Linked DNA regions of Mus musculus: all the other regions are linked to region 1. A link is a contact called in public HiCAR-type and promoter capture Hi-C data. All regions are on one chromosome and are shown on one strand. Each heading gives the region's core, a stretch centred on a gene start, on an enhancer-like site or on the middle of the called end of the contact. The rest is flanking DNA. Distances are from core to core; before and after follow the strand shown.

Evidence for each region. Promoter capture Hi-C pulls out the DNA fragments that hold promoters and counts their contacts. HiCAR-type assays count read pairs that join an accessible place to other places.
Region 2: a contact with region 1 is called in a promoter capture Hi-C map of liver, with 2.4 times the contacts expected there. The contact joins the promoter of D830050J10Rik here to the promoter of Zfp637 in region 1. A contact is called at or near these places in 4 of 39 promoter capture datasets (hippocampal neurons, liver, pre-B cells and 1 more) and 1 of 115 datasets of contacts at active chromatin or transcription factors (large pre-B cells).
Region 3: a HiCAR-type map of astrocytes shows a contact between it and region 1, with 3 times the contacts expected there. The contact joins the promoter of Rpl32 here to the promoter of Zfp637 in region 1. A contact is called at or near these places in 5 of 39 promoter capture datasets (3T3-L1-derived adipocytes, hippocampal neurons, liver and 1 more) and 1 of 115 datasets of contacts at active chromatin or transcription factors (astrocytes).
Region 4: a contact with region 1 is called in a promoter capture Hi-C map of liver, with 4 times the contacts expected there. The contact joins the promoter of Efcab12 here to the promoter of Zfp637 in region 1. A contact is called at or near these places in 5 of 39 promoter capture datasets (cranial neural crest, embryonic stem cells, hippocampal neurons and 1 more) and 1 of 115 datasets of contacts at active chromatin or transcription factors (embryonic stem cells).

Annotation. Positions count from the first base shown.
Region 1 is chr6:117,838,136-117,843,283 of GRCm38.p6, reverse strand. Zfp637 (zinc finger protein 637) reads right to left here and starts at 2,103. Exons shown (of 3, transcript NM_177684.3): 1 at 2,016-2,103; 2 at 1-31.
Region 2 is chr6:115,673,898-115,679,045 of GRCm38.p6, reverse strand. D830050J10Rik (RIKEN cDNA D830050J10 gene) reads right to left here and starts at 3,078. Exons shown (of 1, transcript NR_152134.1): 1 at 679-3,078. Raf1 (v-raf-leukemia viral oncogene 1) reads left to right here and starts at 2,411. Exons shown (of 17, transcript NM_029780.4): 1 at 2,411-2,810.
Region 3 is chr6:115,806,380-115,811,527 of GRCm38.p6, reverse strand. Rpl32 (ribosomal protein L32) reads left to right here and starts at 2,785. Exons shown (of 4, transcript NM_172086.2): 1 at 2,785-2,830; 2 at 3,626-3,726; 3 at 4,361-4,542. The coding sequence starts at 3,631. It overlaps Snora7a (small nucleolar RNA, H/ACA box 7A), which reads left to right and starts at 3,425; the gene lies at 3,425-3,553. Efcab12 (EF-hand calcium binding domain 12) reads left to right here. Exons shown (of 9, transcript NM_001110506.1): 9 at 295-799. The coding sequence ends at 550.
Region 4 is chr6:115,835,639-115,840,786 of GRCm38.p6, reverse strand. It overlaps Efcab12 (EF-hand calcium binding domain 12), which reads left to right and starts at 2,375. Exons shown (of 9, transcript NM_001110506.1): 1 at 2,375-3,003. The coding sequence starts at 2,655. It overlaps Mbd4 (methyl-CpG binding domain protein 4), which reads left to right. Exons shown (of 8, transcript NM_010774.2): 8 at 1-90.

The DNA of each region.
Region 1 (5,148 bases), core at 854-3,353:
TATGATTCTTCCATGGGCTGGTCTGGAGAACCTGAGGGACAGAAAAAATAAATAAACCAAACCAAAAAAAAAAAAAAAAAAAACAAACAATAAAGGGCAGACCTGAGAGTTGAGATCAGTTTGGAGTGTAAACACAGGAAATCCAGACTTTCTGAGGTAATGTCACTGCAAAGTGGGCTAAAGATAGCAGGACTGGAGGGCTGGAGAGATGGCTCAATGGTTAAGAGCACTGGCTGCTCTTCCAGATGTCCTGAGTTCCATTCCCAGCAACCACATGGTGGCTCACAACCATCTGTAATGGGATCTGATGCCCTCTTCTGGTGTATCTGAAGACAGCTACAGTGTACTTACATATAATCATAAATAAATGTTTGGGCAGGGTGGGCTGGGGTGGGGGTGGGGAAGATAGCAGGACTGACCAAACAGAAATGAATCTAGGAGCAAGGAGGCAGAGGGAAACAGATAGCAGAGAAGTAGGAGTGCCTACTGTACTGTTAGTCCCCAGGTAAGGGCCGCTCTGCTTGCATTTGGTCTTGATAAAAAATTGGGGTTCTCTACTTTCCAGGCAAGAAGTCAGCACACCAGCCTTCCTGACTGGTGTTAGGAAGAAATAGCTCCAGCTTTCCTTTTCAGCTCCCCTCAAGTTACAAGGACCTAACAAAGAAGGTCTTGTTACCTTCTGGTAATTCTTAGTAGGCTCTTAACCCAAACCACCACTCCCTCCCCCCACCCCCCATGGAATGCTTATTTAAGGATCAAATTCCTGAATCTGTACACTTTGTTTACATAGTGGTACAGTATAATCTTTGTTTCAGTATGTCTGGTCAAAATGCTGGATTCCTAGCTTAATGAATTAGCAATCTGATGGTACGATTTTCTATTTTATTAACCAAATAGCTAACCCTTCTATCCATTCAGTTATATAGCCTGATGTCAAGAAATCTTTGAAGGATTCACTTCCAACTTGGAACACAAGCTATAAAGGGGTCCCCTGTCATGCTGCAAATGCATTCACTTAGAGATATTATTGATTAAAAATAAAGCCAACAAAACTCCCCTGTGATTCACAAAGAAAAGCACATGGTAGCTACTCCCTGGGGCTGGACTTTTTTGTCTCTGGAGTGTCTAGAGAACATGGTTAAGTCAAAATGAGTGAACACGGTAGATACCTGAACTCCTCTACCTGCTAAGAAGTAGCCAACATGCCTCAGCTGTGTCTCCAGACTCCCTGATTAATAGCAGGACAACTGACAACAGGAAATTGTCAAGGAAGAACCTGTTCAAGTCAGAGCAATCAAATTCTTGAAGATATTGAAAGAGAGTGATTTCGTAACACAAAACGCTGCTTTTCCTATCAGAAATGTTACCACAGCTCAGAATTAGGCCCCGAGAGACTTGAATTTTTTGCCTTGTTTCCCTCGGTGTATGCCCTGTAGCAGAACAACCTAACAGCCCCGACTCCAGTTTCTTCTCTTAGTAAACAAGTTAACACTATCTCAATTAGCTAGCTCTCGGAAGAACTGAGGACCAGAAAGTGAGGGATCTCTTACATTTGAGACACGCCCTACAAATCCAAGACCTAAAATGGTGCTTTTTCAGGAGAGAGGGCTGGAGGACAGACAGGGTGATCTGTAGGGTTTGGGAAAAATCTAATGAGGCAATTTAACGTGCGATTAGGAGCTTTGGGTGAGGATGAATTCCCCCCACGCTGGACGCCACTCCCTGCTAGGCTCTCTCCCTAGGCGTGAACTCTGCTCTCCTGGCCTAGCTGGACCTTCCTGTGGCCCCTCCCACGCTCGCGGGGCCCCAGCCTCCCAGGGACCCCGACATTGCAGCAGGACCCTTCCGCAGCACACCGCGGCCCACCCGCTCTCCGACCAGCGCACCCTTGTCTGCGGTTGGCGATTTTGGCCCGGACGGCCAGCCTGGCCTGCTCACGCGCCCTGGCCGGAGCAGCAGGCTCAAGACACAGCCCCCTCTCTCGGGCGCACAGCCCCGGCCTCAGCAACACTCACCGCAGCGGCGCGCGCCCGCAGACAGACAAAGCCGGCGCCGAGCCCGTAGCAGCCGCTGCAACGCTGCGCGTCGCCGGACCACAACTCCCAGGAGCCCGCGCGCGCCCCGAGGCACTGTGGGAAGCGCCGCGACCGAGCTGCGGCAGAAACGCGGTGGCTGCTTCTGGTTGTTGGGGAGCGCCGTCCTGTGGAGGAGCGGTGGTTGAAGCTTGGGAATGCTTATGACGTTAAAACTGCAGAAGACTCAGGGTTCCCTATAGGAGCCGGGACCAAGTATTTCGGACAAAGAATCAGGAATACTCTCTGGTCCGTGTAATAAGTTTTTTTTCACCCAAAAGATGGACGAGGCACTGCAGGACTTCGGAGTTTAGGTACTACCCCGACTAGTTGTACGACCCAGGGCGCTCACTTGTGGGGAGCCCAGGTCCGACGGCTCCAGGACCCCATAGGGCACCTACGCGGGGCCCGGGAGACTTTCTGAGCCAAGGGAACTCGAGGGAACAGTATTCCCTGAGTGGACACTAACATTGTCTTCCTAACTGAAGAAGTTAATGACACAAGGGTTGAGATTTGAACACTCTAAAATTAGTTATTAGAGATGGGAGAGTAGCCCTTTTGGTCCTGAGAGGGGCGTGGATGAAATTGAGCATCCATTCAATAAAATCTCTTTTAAGATGCCTTAAACGTCCATCGACTGCATTTATTTATATGCATTTCTAATAGCCTTTTTTTTTTTTTTTTTTTTTTTTTGGTTTTTCGAGACAGGGTTTCTCTATATAGCCCTGGCCATCCTGGAACTCACTCTGTAGACCAGGCTGGCCTCGAACTCAGAAATCCGCCTGCCTCTGCCTCCCAAGTGCTGGGATTAAAGGCGTGCACCACCACTGCCTGCCTCTAATAGCTTTTCTAAAGGACATTAGTCTCACCCTGGAGCCCTGACTTGACTTCTTTCGTAGTGAGCCTCCCCCAGAGTCTTCCCTTGGTAGATTTAGCTATCCTATTGAATGAAAGAGACCATAAGAAATGTTCCTCTTGCAGTGCCCTTGTTCCTTTCCCAGAATTACATGTGTCAGACTGGATGAAATATTTGACTTCACAGGACATCTCTGTTCTGTGAGACCAGATGTGGGATTAGGACAAGTTTTAGTTGACAAAGCATCGGTAGGAAAAGGGGGCCATCAGGGGAGACAAGAACTCATGTTTCCTTCATAAATCTGCAAAGATTCTCTTAACAGCCTTGAGGACTTGGGTACACGTATTTTTTGGGAAAAAAAGATCCCATTTTGTTTAGTGTGTGGATGTGAGGGGTGTCTTGCTGTGCCTGTGGAGGTCAGAGAATCATTAGTATGAGTGGGCTCACCCTTTCCTACAGGGAATCGAACTCAGGTCATCAGACTTGGCAGCAGGCACTATTACCTACACACCATCTTACTGGCCCAGATCCATTTGATAGAGTGGTTACGATTGGGGTTGAAAGATCAGAGTCCCTAGACACATGGTTCTTGCCAAGATCTTAAATGGGGCATAGTCCTCAGCCACCACCTGCATCTTAACACTTGCATCAGGAAGGGGGGAGGGTGCCGAGTGAGGGCTAGGGGTGAGTTCTGCCAGTGCGTATTTAAATGCTTGTTACAGACATCTCCATCCCTGGTACCTTACATCACTAGGGGAAGGAATGATAATTCAGACAGTGACATTAGTTATGACAGTCTCACTACTTGGATAAAGAAACTGCTCAAATGACCTCCTATGCGGAGACCCTCTACGTGGATCAAATGTGTGATAAAGCACAGATCCACAAAAGACCCAGAAGAAAAACTGAATTAATGTGATCATGATCTCAGTGTAGGAAAGGACGTTTGCAACCACGATAAAATGGACAAAAATAAGAAAAAGGTTAGCCGGGTGTGGTGGCGCACGCCTTTATTCCCAGCACTTGGGAGGCAGAGGCAGGCAGATTTCTGAGTTCGAGGCCGGCCTGGTCTACAAAGTGAGTTCCAGGACAGCCAGGGCTATACAGAGAAACCCTGTCTCGAAAAACCAAAAACCAACCAACCAACCAACCAAACAAACAAACCACCCTCTCCCCCCCAAAAAAAAACCAAAAAAAACCAAAAAAGAAAAAGGTTAAAATTTAACACTGTGGCCAATACCACTAAAGGAAGACAACACATGACAGAGTTAAGGGGGAAACCCTAGTGACAGACATCATGTAAGTCAACAAGGCAAAGAAACAATATTCTGATAGAAATATGGCCAACAGGGTCTGGAGAGATGGCTCAGTGGTTAAGAGCACTGACTGCTCTTCCGAAGGTCCTGAGTTCAAATCCCAGAAACCACATGGTGGCTCACAACCAACCATCTATAATGAGATCTGACGCCCTCTTGTGGGGTGTCTGAAGACAGATACAGTGTATTTACATATAATAATAAATCTTTAAAAAAAAAAGAAATATGGCTAACAGCAGCAGCACACACCAAAAGTAAACAAATAAGACAACTATGTATTAAAGAAAGAGCTGACTGAAACACAGAAAAAAATTCTCCCAATTACTAAATAGTGTCTGTAAAAGGAGACTTACCTTTTTATCCATGTGTAAATTGAGACAATCACTCTTGGTGTGACATGCCCTAGAGAGGATTGGTGACATGGGTGTTGAAGGGGATTTTCCCAGTCACAAAAATGAATCTGTAGAGATACAGTGCAAGGAGACTGTGACATGTTTCTAGGGAGAGGACACAGCTGAGAGGGGGTCCTTGATAAGTTGGGGGAGGGGTTTTTGGTCTTAAAATATTTCTCTCAGTTCTTTTATTTTCAGTTATGTGTTCATGCTGGGTGTGTTTACAACCATATAGGTGGTAGTCTCACAGTAAGTTTTTCTTTTTATAAAAGATGTATGTATATATATGTATGTGATCTCAGTATAGATGCTCATGAGCCACCATGTGGTTCCTGGGATTTGAACTCAGGACCTCTGGAAGAGTAGCCAATGCTCTTAAACACGGAGCCAGCTCTCCAGCCCCTATTTTCTTTTCTTTTTTTTTTTTTCTGTCAAGATAAACTGATGTTCTTTAGGAGGTTTTCTCTTAGTCTTAGGGACTTTTCAGGAGTCCCCTGGCTCCTTCGTTTTTA
Region 2 (5,148 bases), core at 1,829-4,328, 2.2 Mb after region 1:
GGGCTGACACATCTCTTGAGTTTCAGGCTGGCTTGGTTTTCATAGTGACTTTCAGGCCTGTCAGGACTACAGAGTGAGAGCTTGTCTCAAAAATCAAGTCCAAACCAAACCAAAAAAGGAACACGAGCAAGGCAAGTACATATAACACTCACTCTAGTCCCACCACTCACTGTAATGGCGAATACTGACTGCCAATTTCACAAGCTTCAGGGGCTCTCTACCTGTGGGTCTCAATCCCCTTTTCTTTCACATGGGCAATCTAAGATCATTAAAAAAACACAGATATTTACACAACCATTCATAACAGTAGCCAAATTACAGTTATGAGATAGCCACAAAACTAATTTTATGATCGGGGTCACCACAACATGAACTGTTTTAAATGGTCACAGCCTTTGGAAGGTTGAGAACCACTGCTGCAGCATCGCCTAGGAGACACACTTCTGGGTGTGTCTTTGAGGGAGCGTCTAGATTGGGTTGTTATCAGAAGACCCATTCTAAAAGTGACACTAATCCATAGGCAGAGGGTCTCAGACAGGAAAAGGGAACACAAAGGAGCAGTGAGCTAAGACCTGAGTCTCTGTCCTGACCATGGGGAGACACAACCATCAGCCTCCATCTCCTGCCATCATGGCTTTCCCACCATGATGGACTGCGTCCTTCAACTGTCAGCCAAAATAAGAAGCCCTTCCTTTCTTTTATTATTATGATTTAATCTATTTATGTGTATCTGTGTACTATGTGTCTGGTACACAGAGATCAGGAAAGGGCATTTGATCCTCTGCACCTGGAGTTATGAGTGGTTGTGACTACCATGTGGGTGTTGAGAATTGAACCTAAGTCCTCTGCAAGAGCAGCTGGTGCCCTAACCACTACCCAGTGGTTAGCCATTCCCCTTTGGGCCTACCTCCCCCCCCCTTTTTTTTAACCCTGCATTTGTCCATTATCTTGTCACAGAAACCAGAAAAGTAACCAATACAAAAGCCAAAAGATGGAAAGAACCTAAATTTCCATGGTTATCCTAGACAGAAAATCTGGTGTAAACTTCTGATGAAATAGTTTAGCTCTAAAGAGGAGTGAAGTATTAGCACACATGTGTTACAGATGAACTCGGAAACAGGCTAAGTGAAAAGACTTAAATCATAAAGGGCCCCATACTTTATAAGTATCCACGCACACAAGATAATCTAGAAGTCAGGTCTGTAGTAGCAAAATGAGTATTGGTGGTTGCTCTGGGTGGGAGCTAGTGAGAAACTAAACTGCTTAGTGGGTAATTTTATTTCAGAGTAATGGAAATGTTTTGGAACCAAAGTTGTGGTTACACAATACTGTGAACGCACTAAATGCCAAAAGATGTTTACTTATAAATGGTTACTTAAAAAAAACAAAAAAAAACTTGTCTGTGTATTTGTAAATGCGGTTGCAGGTTGCGCACGTAGCACCGGGTTCGAATGGAGGTCAGAGGATAACTTTCAGGAGCCTGTTCTCTCTTCCATCAGGTTTTACTCTGCACACTTTTTACTCTCTGAGTCACCTTGCGGGTCCCCAAATGGCTACTTGGAAAATACTTACACAGAGGTAGGAGAACCAGAGTCTGAGGCCAGCCTCAAATTAAGAGGGAATCTGGCACATGCTTTTAATCCCAGCACTCAAGAGGCAGAGGCAGAGCGATCTCTTTGAGCTCGAGGCCAGCCTGGTTTACAAAGTGAGTTCCAGGACAGACAGGGCTGTTAGACAAAGAAACCCTGTCTCGAAAAACCACAATAAATAAATAAAATTGAGAACCTATTTCAAAGAGGGGAAAAAAAAAAAAAAGCACAATTGACAATACACATTGCCCTCCAGGTGTCTATTCCACGGGGGCTGTACGAAGACGCACAACAGGCTTCAGTTTACGGTGGGCCATATTGTCGCATCAATTTTAATTTTTTTTTCTTTTTTGAGACAGGGTCTCATGCAGCTCATATGACCGTGAACTCCCGACCCTCTTGCCCTCACTTTCCAAGCGCTGGCATTACAGGTGTGCAACACCATACTTTTAGTTTTTGGTCAACTTGGTGTACTACAGCGAACACTCCATCTACAAATGAGGAACCTGAGGTTTCACATAGCATGAGGGCTTTCCCACAAAACCCCTAGGCCGCCATTCTCCACGGATGTCAACTTCGGAGAGGAAGCACCAGAGCTGGAGCCCTGTGCCGTGTGTCACCAGGCGCGTCTGGCCCGCTGAGGGCCTCGCGGGTGGCCGGACCGCGGCTGCAGCCCAATACCACTGGCCTCCAACCAGAAACAGTCACTCTGCTACCACGGAGTCAACCCCGAAATGGCGGCCGCAGGACCGCGAGGCCACGCCCCCGGAGGCGGGGCCACATTCCAGGCTCGAGCGATAGATCCCCGAGCCGAGTTTTAAGCGGACTGCCGAGCCCAGGAGCTCGCGCAGAGGCAGTGAGCCCGGCGGCGCCGCAGGTCGTGGAGACGAGTGTCGAGCGCAGGGCTAGCTCGCCCGGGATAGCCTGAGAGCGTCTTCTTCGCGGGTGCTGGTGCCGCCATCTTGGATGGCGGGAGTTAGAGCCGAGCGGACTTGAGGCGGGAAGGCTTCTCTGTTGTTCTCCGCAGGCCCTCGGACGGGCCAGCTGGCCGAGCTTTGGGGCGCGTGCCCTGAGGCGCGGGGCGCTAGTGCAGCGATGCGGGGCCTCCCCGGGGCCCCGTCCCCCGGGCTGGGGACACGCCGAATGTGACCGCAACCAACGCGTTCTCTCAACCACCGCTGCCGCTGCACGACGGGACCCGGCACTGCCCGGCTCCCTCAGGTAGGCCACAGGGCTGACGGTGCGACCGTGGGGCGCAGGGTCGGCCAGGCCGCTGTCATCCTGGTGGCGGGCCGGGCGCGGGCCGGGTGTCATGGCCGGCGAGCCAGTTTCCACACCCCTGCTCAGATTTCCCAGTGTTTCTCGGAAACGTGCCAGCGCCACTCCGGTGCCCAGCGAGCATTCCTCATATTTTGGCAATGGGGGAAAAAAAATCCTCCCAGAGCTGCCCAGTGACTGTGTTGTCACTGGGATGGGCTCGTTCTTTTTTCTCTCGGGCTGCAGAAGTGGGGGGAGCCCGGCCTTGCACCTCCTCTCGGGCTGCTTCGCTTAAGTGACACCCTTTTAGGGAAGACAAGAGGAATCGGGGAAGGCAGCGAGAGAAACCGGTCAGGGTCCCGCCTCAAAGGCTTGCGACCTCGCCTGGGGCTTCCAAATGGGTGGCCCGGGATGCTCGCGATCGGGAGCCAGGCTGCCTTTTGTGTGAAGCGACAACCTCCCAGGCTTTTGCAGAGCCGGTGCATGGATGCAGAGTTGGGACACAAACGAGGTGACCGTGTTCATTCATTGTTCTCTCTCCAGGGCCCAGGGTGTGCCTCTGGTTTTCATTCTTTGTTAGGAGGGACAGTCGAATCTCTTCTTTCCCGGTTGAGACGTAACTGGGTCCTGGGGAATGGGCCAGGTCTGTGTATAGAAGTGGGGAATGAATTCAGGGCACGTCTGAATGCCTGCAATGCGTCCTGTGGGGTCGTTGGAGACTCAGCTCCTGGGGCGTGAAAACAACCGGAGGTGATAAGGCTTGTTTTCCCAAGTGTTCTTGGGATTTAGAACAGTTAGGTGCAGAGTCGAGAAGCCCTGAGGTTCCTTGCTTGCTTCTGCGCGGAGTTTGAAGGACTGTTCCGCCAGGTGAGGCAGAGGGGAGGACATTGTCGGCGGAGGGAACAGCTGGCACCAAGGCTCAGAGGCATAGCCTGCGGGAGTTGGGATGATTTGGGGGAGCAGCTAGTAAATGTGGGGTGCAGGAAGACAGACGTCAGGGTTCAAAAGGAAAAATTGATCGCTTGTGAAGGGTCTGTGTGATGGATAGTAATGAACTAGTTCATTTATTAATTAACTTCATGTTGTGAATGTTTAGTTCTTGCTGGTTACTGCTTTGCTCCCCTCCCGCTATGGTAGTGAACAAAATTTACCTTGTTAAGTCTTGCTAACCAGTTTTGGTAATTGATAGAAAATGTTTTGTGCTTGCTTGATCACTGGTTCCTATTTGGAGATACTCTTGCAGCTATTTCTAAGGTTAACACATTCCCCAAACAGACAGAAATTGGCAGATTATAGAAAGCACCTGAAGAAGTGTAGCATGAAAGTATTTTTAATTAACCCTATTTATGTAGTAGACTCTTTTCTTTGGACAGAGTCCCCAGGTTGCAGCTTTGTTAAGACGTCTGCAGCCCTGTGAACATTCTTCTTCTAAAATAGCTCCTTCGATTAAGGCTTATGCTGAAGTGGCTATTTGGAAGTGAAGACATCAGGAGCAGTGTCCAAATCTTTGGTGCTGTGAACCACTGAAAACCACTGAGGTTCTTTTGGTTTGGTTTTACTCTTATCACTTCAAGGGCTAAGTAAGCTGTTTAAAATCCAGCAGCAACATTTGACCTAGCCGAGACTGGAGACTTGGAAAAATAAACCTGCTGATGTTTCTGTTCTGAAGGCTTATCTTCAGGTCTGCAAGGCTGTGATTGTGCCCTCAAGTGCGATCAGGCAGCTTGGTGAAGGTCTTGTCCATAGTTGAAAAGACCTTGTGTGCCTGTGAAGTAGAGGGCTTGACTGAAGGGCATTTGAATGCATTTTAAGGGATTTGGCCCAGTAGTAAAAAGACTGAGAACCTTTTACTTATTTATGACAAAAAGTATCCAAAGATTAACAATGACCTGCATCACAACTGCTCGGAACCCAGCTGCTTTTGGCTTCAAGTCAATTATGCTCTGATGATTAAGCTACATGACAGTTTTGGAAGTTAATTTGATATTTGCAGAAGGACTAAATATTTTTAATGGAAATACAATGACTAACTTCAAATTGCTCTTTTAGGAAGTCTATTAATGAATGTTTGATTATTTAATGTTAAAATTCAGACAGAAGGTTGTTACTCACCTGCTACCTAAAAACATGAAAGAATGCTTTGGTTTGCCTGTTAGGTTTACTAGTAATGAGCCTGATCTTGGGAGGAGCTTGTTAACTAAACAGCATGCCTTAATGTTGACTTGCAGATCAGAATTTAAATATTGTCTCTGCCAGACAGTGAACAAATGTACCAGTGAGGGGCTTTATGAAACCTTAAAAG
Region 3 (5,148 bases), core at 1,536-4,035, 2.0 Mb after region 1:
TCTTAAAGAGTCAAAGGGTTGCAGCGTTAGGAAGGTGGAGAGCCAGGACTCCAGAGCTAGGATGGCACACGTCTTAAGTTTGGGTTTAAGAAGCAGTGCCTAGGCACTTAGCCACTCATTCACTGTATGATCTCGATTTCTGGCTCTCCAGGTCCTCACTAGTGAGGAGACTGGAGGAGTTGAGTGCTTTTCACACTGGACAGAGTGGTCACGGCTTATGTTCTCTGCTGAGAAGGAGCCCTGGGCCTGGTCCCTCTGCCACAGCAACCTTCCCTATGCCTTTTCCTTTTCCAGGAAGCTGAAGTTGCAGAGGTTAAGCCCCTCAGACACCCATCCCAATCACTTCTGGCCCGGTCACCTTCTGGACAAGCTGAGGCTCTACCTGCCTACTGTGGCCAAGGACCAGAGCCTGGCGATCTTCAGCTGTGTGGAACACAAGCCCCCTGCTTACCCTGCCATTTACCACTCTAAGAACTACTGGCCCATGAAAGACTTTTCTTATATGACCCATGCCTATTATGATGCAAACAAGGTGTACTCCATCAACTAGAGTGGATTGCAGGATGCTGGACCAGAAGACAGTGCAGCCAGAAGCCCCCAGCTGCAGTCATGAGATATCAACGAGCTATACGGAAAAAAAAAAACAAAACATTCCCAGGGAAGGTCCGGGGATGTGTCCCCTGATGCCACAGTGGGGTGTGGATGTGTCCACACACACATGCTGCTTTCCTATCTGTCATGACCTCTGCCGTTTTGAAATAAACTAGGTTAGAGCTGAACTAACCTTCACTAAACTAGCCTTGCTCGTGTGATTTCCTGCTTACGGGCTGGAAAACTTGAAGTGTGAGTATGTAAGAGACAGATTCCCCAGGACACCTCCCACCTCTCATCCTGGGATATTAATGCCTACAGGGACACAACAGACAGCAAGAGAGTCCTCTGTTAAATGAAGTAGCATGTCCTCAGCTGGGGAGGACTGAGGCCCCCAACCCCTGTGAATCTTCAGAAATCAGAGCCATACTCTCTAGTTCATGGGCCTTCTGTATAATTCACTCACTCACCTTTCTCTTTATGTAATGTACTCTGTAAGGTGCCATTAGCCACACACTTCCATGTTCCATTGGCCTTTACATAGCCTGTAGGCCAAGCAGCATTTGGGAAGGGAGGGCAAGACACAGACACAGGAGAGCAACAGTCCTGCCCTGCTGTTTGTGACCCAGCCACTCCAGACAAGACACTCTACTTACCTGGGTCTCTACTCCCCTTTACAGCAAGCACAAGGGTTGGGGCAGCATACCCAATTCAGCATTTGTCCCCACCTCCTGGAGCCACTGTCAAGATCACCAGTGGCATCTCTTCTGTCTGAGTTTGTACAAAGTTTGAAAATTTTTTAATTTAGTCTGCTGGGCAGTGGTGACACCTTACATCTCAGCACTTGGGAGGCAGAGACAGGAAGATCTCCAGCCAGCCTGGTCTACAGAGTGAATTCGACCACAGTCAGGCTTACACAGAGAAACCCTGTCTTAAAACAAAACAAAACAAAACAAAGGGTGGGACTGGGGTGGGGCCTGGAGAGATGGCTCAGCAGTTAAGAACACTGATTGCTCTTCCAGAGGTCCTGGGTTCAATTCCTAACCACATGGTGACTCACAACCATCTGTAATGGGATCTGATGCCCTCTTCTGGTGTGTCTGAAGACAGCTACAGTGTGCTCATATACATAAATCTTTAAAAAATGAGATTTATTCTATGTGATTGAGTGTTTTGCCTGCATGTATGAGTATGTACCACATGCATGTAGCGCCTACAGAAAAGGGCATCTGATCCCCTAGGGCTGGTGTTAACAAGGTTGTGAAGCAACGCTTGGTTCCTGGGAACTAAATGCCAGTCCTCTGAAAGAGCAACAGTGCTCCACCAAGCCACCTCCCCAGCTCAGGTTTGGTTTTATTTCCTCCTAAGATTATAGAGTTTTCACAATGATCTGTAAAACAAAAGATAAGCAAAATAGACTAAACTCGACCTACCTCTGCTTCCCAAGTGCTGTTATTAAAAAATGTGCACCACCACACCCAGCCAATAGACTATTTTCTTAGCAATATTATCAACCTATCACTTTTTTTTTTCCGAAACAGGGTTTCTCTGTGTAGCTCTGGCTGTCCTGGAACCCTCTCTGTAGCTCAGGCTGGCCTCGAACTCAGAAACCCGCCTGCCTCTGCCTCCCAAGTGCGGGGATTAAAGGCATGAGCCACCACCGCCCGGCTAACCCATCACTTATTAATACATTAGGTACATACCATAAGTAGAGAAGATTTAAACATACAGAAGTCGCGAGGAGGCTCAGTAGCACTTCATAAGCAGGGGTTTGCACATCTGTATATTAGGAAGTTTTAGGACATTTGCTCAACCAACCGCCTAAGGATCTTCGAAGAGTCTCTGTTTTGCTACCTCCCAGCCTCAAGGAGGCACCCTCGGGAACCAACAATTTAAAAAGCTATTGGGCTTCCACTTAGGGCGGAAATAAATGCCCACCTAGCAGGTCTTAGCTCAAAAAAAAACAAAAAACCCAAATTTCTTAAGTAGTCCCAAGAGAAAAATAAATTTTAGTTCACTCTAAGATGTTAATGTCTACTACAGAACACTAGTCCACTAGGGTTTTTTTCAGTATCATTTCTCAGGCACATCTTAGTTTTCTTTAGAGGACCCAGAGCCGGAAGTGCTTCCCTTTTCTCTGCCAGGACCTAAGACTCCGTCCCATCATACCTTGCGCGCCGCCGCCGCCTCTTCCTTCTTCCTCGGCGCTGCCTACGAGGTGGCTGCCATCTGTTTTACGGTGAGTCTGTATCGGCGGCCATCCGCCGCCCGCGGCTTCGACGGGACCCCGTCTCCGGGTGGGGAGGCCTCGGCGGCGGCCTCCGCACCAGCGTGGTAGTGGCGAGCGCGCGCGGGCCTGGCCACTGGCGCTGCTCCGGAGTCTGCCCGGGGGCCGGCATCGGCCAGGGCGGGCTTGCTGCCATGCGGCCCGAGAGTTTCGGACGGCACCCGCCGCTTTCTGCTTAGCTTGTTAGCAGCCTTTTTCTGCGGCGAATCCGAAATCTTAAGTCAGGGAGCTGCCGCCGCTCGCCAGTGAGCAGAAATGCTTTCTGAAGCGCAAGCCCGGCGGAGCAGGTTGTCTGCGCGGGGAGCAGAGAAGGCACCCTTTGGTTGGTGCTCTGAGACGACCGGGAGGGACAGACGGACTGGTGGCGTGTTAGGAGTGCATGGTGGCTTTGCGTATTTAAGGGCGCAACACTTCAAACATAACGAAGCTTAGTGGAGCGGGATTTGCCGCTCCTTCGCCACCAGAGAGACCTGGCTGGGGTTCTGTAAGATCGGTTGCGGTTCTTTGAGGTTCGGAGTGGGTGAGATGAACCACTGACCTCTTGGGATCGCGTCTGGAGAGTAGCTAGTATTCTTCCAGCTTCGGAAGCAAGAGGGAGAGCAAGCCTAGCAGAGGTACCCATTCCATTCCCAGTTTGCTCGGTAGCTGGTGATTGGAAGACACTCTGCAACATTACTCACTGAAGGCCTGAGACGCAGCCCCACCTCCCAGTTTCTTTACTAACTTGGGTCTGACTTTTGTCAAAAGGCATCATGGCTGCCCTCCGGCCTCTGGTGAAGCCCAAGATCGTCAAAAAGAGGACCAAGAAGTTCATCAGGCACCAGTCAGACCGATATGTGAAAATTAAGGTATGTGGTTCTGGGGTGGGGGTTAAGACCTGAGCACACATTTCTCGTTATCGCTTGTCTCTGCATTTTAAAAAGTTCATTTTAAAGATGACACTTTGTTTTATATTTATGCGTTTGAAGGGCAGGGAGAATCACTTTAAGGAGTTGATTCTCTCCTTCCTGTCTTGTGGGTCCAGGTCAGATTTAGTTTGTCTGACAGCAGGCACTTTTAAGTCATCTCTGCACCCTGACCCTGTATTTTAAAGATCTTTGGGGTTTTGTCTGCACACCAGGCACATGCATGCATGGAATTGAACCTCTGGAAGAGCAGCCAGTGCTCTCAACTGCTAAGACCTCTCTCTGGGCCTGCAGATCACCTGTTGGCTGGATGGGCATGCACACCCAGCAGTTCAGCAGTTAACTGATCCCTCCTCCCTACTTAATTGCAATGGAAGATGATGTTGAAATTCCAGTGCAAGTGCTAGGGATGGAGCCCAGGGCCCTGTGCATGCCAGGCAGACACTGCTAACTGAGCTACACCTCGGCCTTTGGTGTGTGTTTTATGACATGACCCCCTTGAATTCTGTCCCCTTCCTGCACACACATACAAGAGCTGCCAGTTTGCACAGAGACTAACTTGCCTGTGTGTCTTCAGCGAAACTGGCGGAAACCCAGAGGCATTGACAACAGGGTGCGGAGAAGGTTCAAGGGCCAGATCCTGATGCCCAACATCGGTTATGGGAGCAACAAGAAAACCAAGCACATGCTGCCCAGCGGCTTCCGCAAGTTCCTGGTCCACAATGTCAAGGAGCTGGAGGTGCTGCTGATGTGCAACAAGTGAGTTGGGCCCCTGGCTGGGAGTGTGCCTGCCTCCTGTGAGACTGAGGCCACTGCAGTGGGCATGCTTATGAGGAAAGAGGACGTGTTCCCTTGGTTGAAGCCTGAGACTGGAGAAGAAGGTCTTTTTACAGTGGGTGTTCAGTGTCCTTTATGGTCCTGTGTGGAACACTGCTATAGTGTCATGAGACTGCAGGGGCCTGTGTCTAACCTGGGACCTAAGCTGTGCTTGGCTCTGCTCTGACGGGTGGATTTGCAGAGCAGCTCAGGTCTTTTGGGGCTGAGGTAGAGAAAAAGTCTCCAGGCACAGCTGTAGAGAGAAGGTTGTGGGGTATTCTGGGTACTTTGAGCAAGTTACAACCCTTGGTGACCTCTGAGATGCAAAACCAAGGCCTCTCAGGAAATACTCTTGACATTGGATATGAGGGTGTGATGGGAATAGTTTATTTTTCCCAAGTAAACTAGGACTGCAGAGAGTGTATGTGTTCGGGGTTATAAGGATTTGTTTTCTGAGGTGGTTGTCATGCAGATGGAGGAGTCCTATGGGGAGATTATGTTGTGCATTTAACCAGGCCTTGAAGTGCTACAAGTTCATTTGGAAGGATG
Region 4 (5,148 bases), core at 1,126-3,625, 2.0 Mb after region 1:
GAGTATATGGAATTCTTAAGATCCTAATATACTTATGAAACCTATCACTTTGTATTAGGTAGTTAATAAAATATTTTTATTAAAAAGTAAGGTCCCTTTGGCATTGTGTTCTTGACCACTTGCATTGGCTCTGAGGAATTTTAGATTTGCCCTTAATATCCCTGTGCGAGTGTGGCTTATGGCTCCATTGCAACTCACCCTTTAACCCTGATCCTTTGTGAAACCTTCTCTCTCCCAATGTTTGGTGCCATTTCCATGGCAGGTGGTATACCATCATGGTTCTAGTTCCGACGATCAATTGTCATTCTAAGGTTTGGTTTGAAAATTAAATCGAATGAAGGCAAAGTAAACCAGCTGTCAGGAAGCTATTTGTCGTAGGATAGCGAGTGGGTATAGGCAGATGTGCTCTGTTGCAGGCTAATTGATTTTTCCTCTGGTGAACAGGTGGCAGCTGTGAGAGGGATGCTGGAGGTGGAGAGATCATTGGTCACAGAGTAGTCAGGTTCAGTTCCTAGCATGTCTATGGAGGGGATCTGTTGCCCTCCTCTGGGCACACAGGTCGTGTGTATACATGCATGTGAAATAAGTTCACATAAGTGTAAAGAGATGTGATGTGGCAGGAAAGCTGGCCATACCTCCCACTTCACAATAACCCTTAATATTTTCACAAACATCACAGGAACACACATAAGTGCAGAGCTCTGTGCTGGGGAGGGAAAAGGATGAGAAGGCTCTGTAGAGACCTCCCAGGAAGAGAACAGTGCTAACAGTATGGCAGAGAAGACAAAGTGAGGATGGAGATCCAGACACAAGCAGGTCAGAGTCCAGAGAAATCTTTGGATGCCTGGGCCATGGCCAAGGTTAGGTGGCAAAGCAAATTTCCCAAATGTCAGCTATGAGATGAGATAAGGCTGCAGGGCAGGGCCACTTAACCCCCCTCTCCCTGGTCGCCTTGAAGGGGAGCTCTGTCTGGCCAATTGCTGGGGTTCCAGGGCGACTCTTTCTTTTCAGGAGATAAGGTTGCCTGACCTCCGTGCCTTCCCTCGCATCTCAGTGAAACCATGGTGCCTTGTCATGGTTTTGTAAGTGTTCAGAGGCTGTGGCTCAGAAGGGCCAGTAGAAGCGAGTGCCTCGGGTTGTGGGGAGTCAGGAGGATGCTAAATCTAGTGAAGATGGTCCCCAGCACAGAGAACTTGTTCAAATGTTGATCTTTATTTTGTGACCTACAGTTTAAAATGTTAGAATCAGGTGGGTAGTTCAGCAGTTGAGTTTTCCTGGCATGCCCAAGGCTTAGAGCTCAGTGCCCAGCAGTACAAAACTTTTTCTTTTTTTCTTTTTTTTTTTTTTTTTTGGAGACAGGATTTTTCTATGTAGACCAGACTGGCCACCAATTCACAGAGCTCCTCCTGTGTACTACCATACCTGGCCAGACCACATTTTTGTAAGTGTTTAATTAAATGGTTTTGTTTTGTGTTTAACACATTTACAGCCACTAACACTAGCTAACTCAAAGACATTTCTGAGCCTGGCGTGGTGGCACATGCCTTTAATCCCAGCACTTGGGAGGCAGAGGCAGATGGATTTCTGAGTTCGAGTCCAGCCTGGTCTACAAAGTGAGTTCCAGGACAGCCAGGGCTATACAGAGAAACCCTGTCTCGAAGAAACAGGTGTAAGGCCTGAGCCTGAGTCTGGATTCTTCCGTTTACTAGACTCCTCCATGTAGTGTGGGTCATGTATCTTTCCATGCACACCCCATAGTTCACCTATTAGTGGAGATTTCAAAGGTTTATTATTAGGACTGGTTCTAACCTGTTTCTGGCTTTGATTAAAGATAGGCTCTCATTGAGTGGCTCTGGCTGGCCTGGGACTTATGTAACACAAGCTGGCCTCAAACTTAACGTCTATCTTCCCGCGCTGGGATACAAGTGGTTGCCACCAAAACTGTTGATTCCAGACCATAACACCCAGTCATAGCACCAAATACCTGTCTTTTATTTGACCTTGACTGACTAGGATTCTCAGAACCCAGGGTAGAGTTATGATACTTTTTTTAAATGAGAAAAGTGAAGCCTGAAGATAAGATCTGTGAAGGACCTGCAGCTTACAAGAAAATAGGACATTTTTTTTTTTCTTCAGAATAGGGGGCCATGGGAAGACTGGGACATATGTATGATTTCCCAAAGGAGGCACCAGCCAGAGCTAAGCAAATCGCCGAAGCTCCTGACTTCCGGGTTTGGGAGGTGGAAGGGAAGAAAGGTTCTCCCGCCTCCTTCTTGCAAGTGGAAGCGCTCAGCCAATCGGTGTAGGGCATCTATAGTCATGACAACAGAGGCTTACTCTCAGCAGGTTGAGCAGCCTTTTGCAAAACCTGAAGCTTATTTCCACCAAACGGCTAAACTGGGGGCGTACTTCATAACGCCATCTACAGGAATCCTCCGGCTCCGGGCGGCAGAGCTGTTGGAGAGCTCCAGGATAGGCTAGAAGCCTCATTGTGCCGTCTCCATTGTGGGATAGGGAGTTCCAGAAGGTCACAAACGGCCTGGATTCCTATGCCCGGACCGGACCTAGCTAGAGAACCCGGCTGAGTCACGTGACTTGGAATCAAAGCCAGGCTCTTGCGCCTGGGAACCTGCATTTTTCTCAGTTGGGCAACAATGCGTTCTATATTGAAAAAGAGACCTGGAGAGGAGACAGTCAGCTGTCTGCCCCCAAACAAGTGCTTGGCAAAGGTTTGCAATTTGAGAGGTGGAGGGTACAAACAAACAAGAAGAGTTGGATGCCAGAAGACCCATGCTCTCCGAAAACCTCCTCCCCACCCATCTAATGCTTCGCAGTGGGATGCTGGTCTCTCTAGCCACCTTTCCAAAGCACACAGTCAGAATGTGGCAGAAACCCTGGCCAAACATAGTGGGAAGCAAAAGAAATCATCCAGGTTATGGGAGGCCCAGAAAGCCGAGGAGAGAAAAAGTCGTGTGACTTTCGGCTTGACGATCACAGACGCTGGTAAGTGACAGTGCTCTTCATGGAGATGGAAAGTGTCTGCAGGACCTGGTTAGATGAGACTGGAACCAGGGGACACGTTTAATCTTAGTCGTGGACACCTAAGACCCTGTAAACTATAGAAGTGAGATGTTTTCAGAACAACTAAGATGGCATGGTTGTGCTGGGATGGGGGTGCTCAGCACGGAGGTGAGTGGGAGAAGCTGCCTGGTGTAGAGTGTTGACACTTAGAGGAGTGACCAGGACAACAGGATGAGCCCAGGATGACGGCCAGAAAGGAAGGCAGCAGCTGAGGTGTGAGTCAGGGAAGGAGAACAAGTGTGTTTTCTGAGGCGAAGTGAGGGCTCTAAGGCAGGTGCTCCTGGGAGACACACAAGGGTCAGTAAATGGGGTCTTATCCAGCATTCGAGGCCCACAGTGACGTTCTGGGAATGTACAAACAGAAGCAAAGTCAGCCAGTGACATCAGAAAGTGTACCTGTGCATGCAGGAGTGGAAATTCAGCGCTTTCTCTTCCAACTCCACCATCTCTTCTAATGACAGGATGGTAGCCTCAGCCTGTCACTGCTTGGTCATAGTCCTGAAGAGCACTAGAAAGAAGTGGTGTGAAAAGTGAGTGGGTGGTAAGCAGGCCACCTGTCTGCAAGAGGGTGGCTGGGATAACACCTGATAGGCTAATCACTGTTCTTTGCCGAGAAGAGAGACAAGGCTTCAAGGCAACTCTTATGAAAGAAAACATTTAATTGGGGGTCTTGCTTATAGTTCCAGAGGCTTAGTTCATTATCATCATGGCAGGGAGTATGGTAGCAGACAGGTATGGAAAAGTAGCTGAGATCCATACCCTGATACACAAGCTGAGAGAGAGAACACCTGATGGGGGCTTTTAAAACCTCAAAGCCACTAGGCACTGGTTGTTAGCCTTTAATCCCAGCACTCAAAAGACAGAAGCAAGAAGATCTCTGAGTTCAAGGCCAGCCTAGTCTACAGAGGTAGTTCTAGGACAGCTAGGGCCATACAAAGAAACCCTATCTCAAGAAAAACAAGACTCAACGCCCACCCCTTGTGACACATTTCCTACAACTAGCTCTCCCCTCCTCTTCCTCTTCCTCTTCCTCTTCCTCTCCCTCCCCCTCCTCCTCTTCTCCACCTTCTCATCTTTTCAAACAGTTCTATTTCCTGGTGACTAAAAGTATTCAAACAAATGAGCTTAAGGGAGCCATTCTTATTCAAATTATCACACCCTTACTATGAAACTCAGGATGGGTAAGGCTGGAAGAGAAACCTCAAGGAATACCATGCCCTTTAGAGCACACAGCAACTAGGTGAATGGAACCCAGGGGTCAGGGAAGGAGAAAGGAAATGTGACTGAGCAGAAGAAGCAATGTAGAAAAGAGGACAAGGTGGGTGTGACATCCTGGGAGAGAACAGGGGCCAAGAGCTTTAGGCCACAGCAGTAATGGGTTAACTCCTTGAGCACCAAAAAGCCAGCTGTCTTAGGGTTTTACTGCTGAGAACAAACACTATGGCCAAGGCATCTCTTATAAGGGCAACATTTAATTGGGGCTGGCTTACAGGTTCAGAGGTTCAGTCCATTATCATCAAGGCAGGAGGAGCTGAGAGTTCTACATCTTCATCTGAAGGCCACAAGGAGAAGACTGGCTCCCACATGATTAGGAGGAAGGTCTTAAAGCCCACACACACAAGTGACACACTTCCTCCAACAAGGCCACATCTCTTTTTTTTTTTTTTTAAAGATTTATTTATTATGTAAGTACACCGTAGCTGTCTTCAGACACTCCAGAAGAGGGTGACCCCTCTCCTCTTCTGGATCTCGTTATGGATGGTTGTGAGCCACCATGTGGTTGCTAGGATTTGAACTCAGGACCTTCGGAAGAGCAGTCAGTGCTCTTAACCACTGAGCCATCTCTCCAGCCCAAGGCCACATCTCTTAAGTAATGTCACTCCCTGGAAAAAATCTACTCAAACCACCATTCCACTCCCTGGCTGCCATAGGCTTGTTCAAATATATGAGTCTATGGAGGCCACACCTAAACATAGCATAGTGAAAAATGCATTTAGTTCAACTTCCAAAGTCTCCATAGTCTATAGGAGTCTCAACAATGTTAAAAGTCCAAAGTTCAAAGTCACT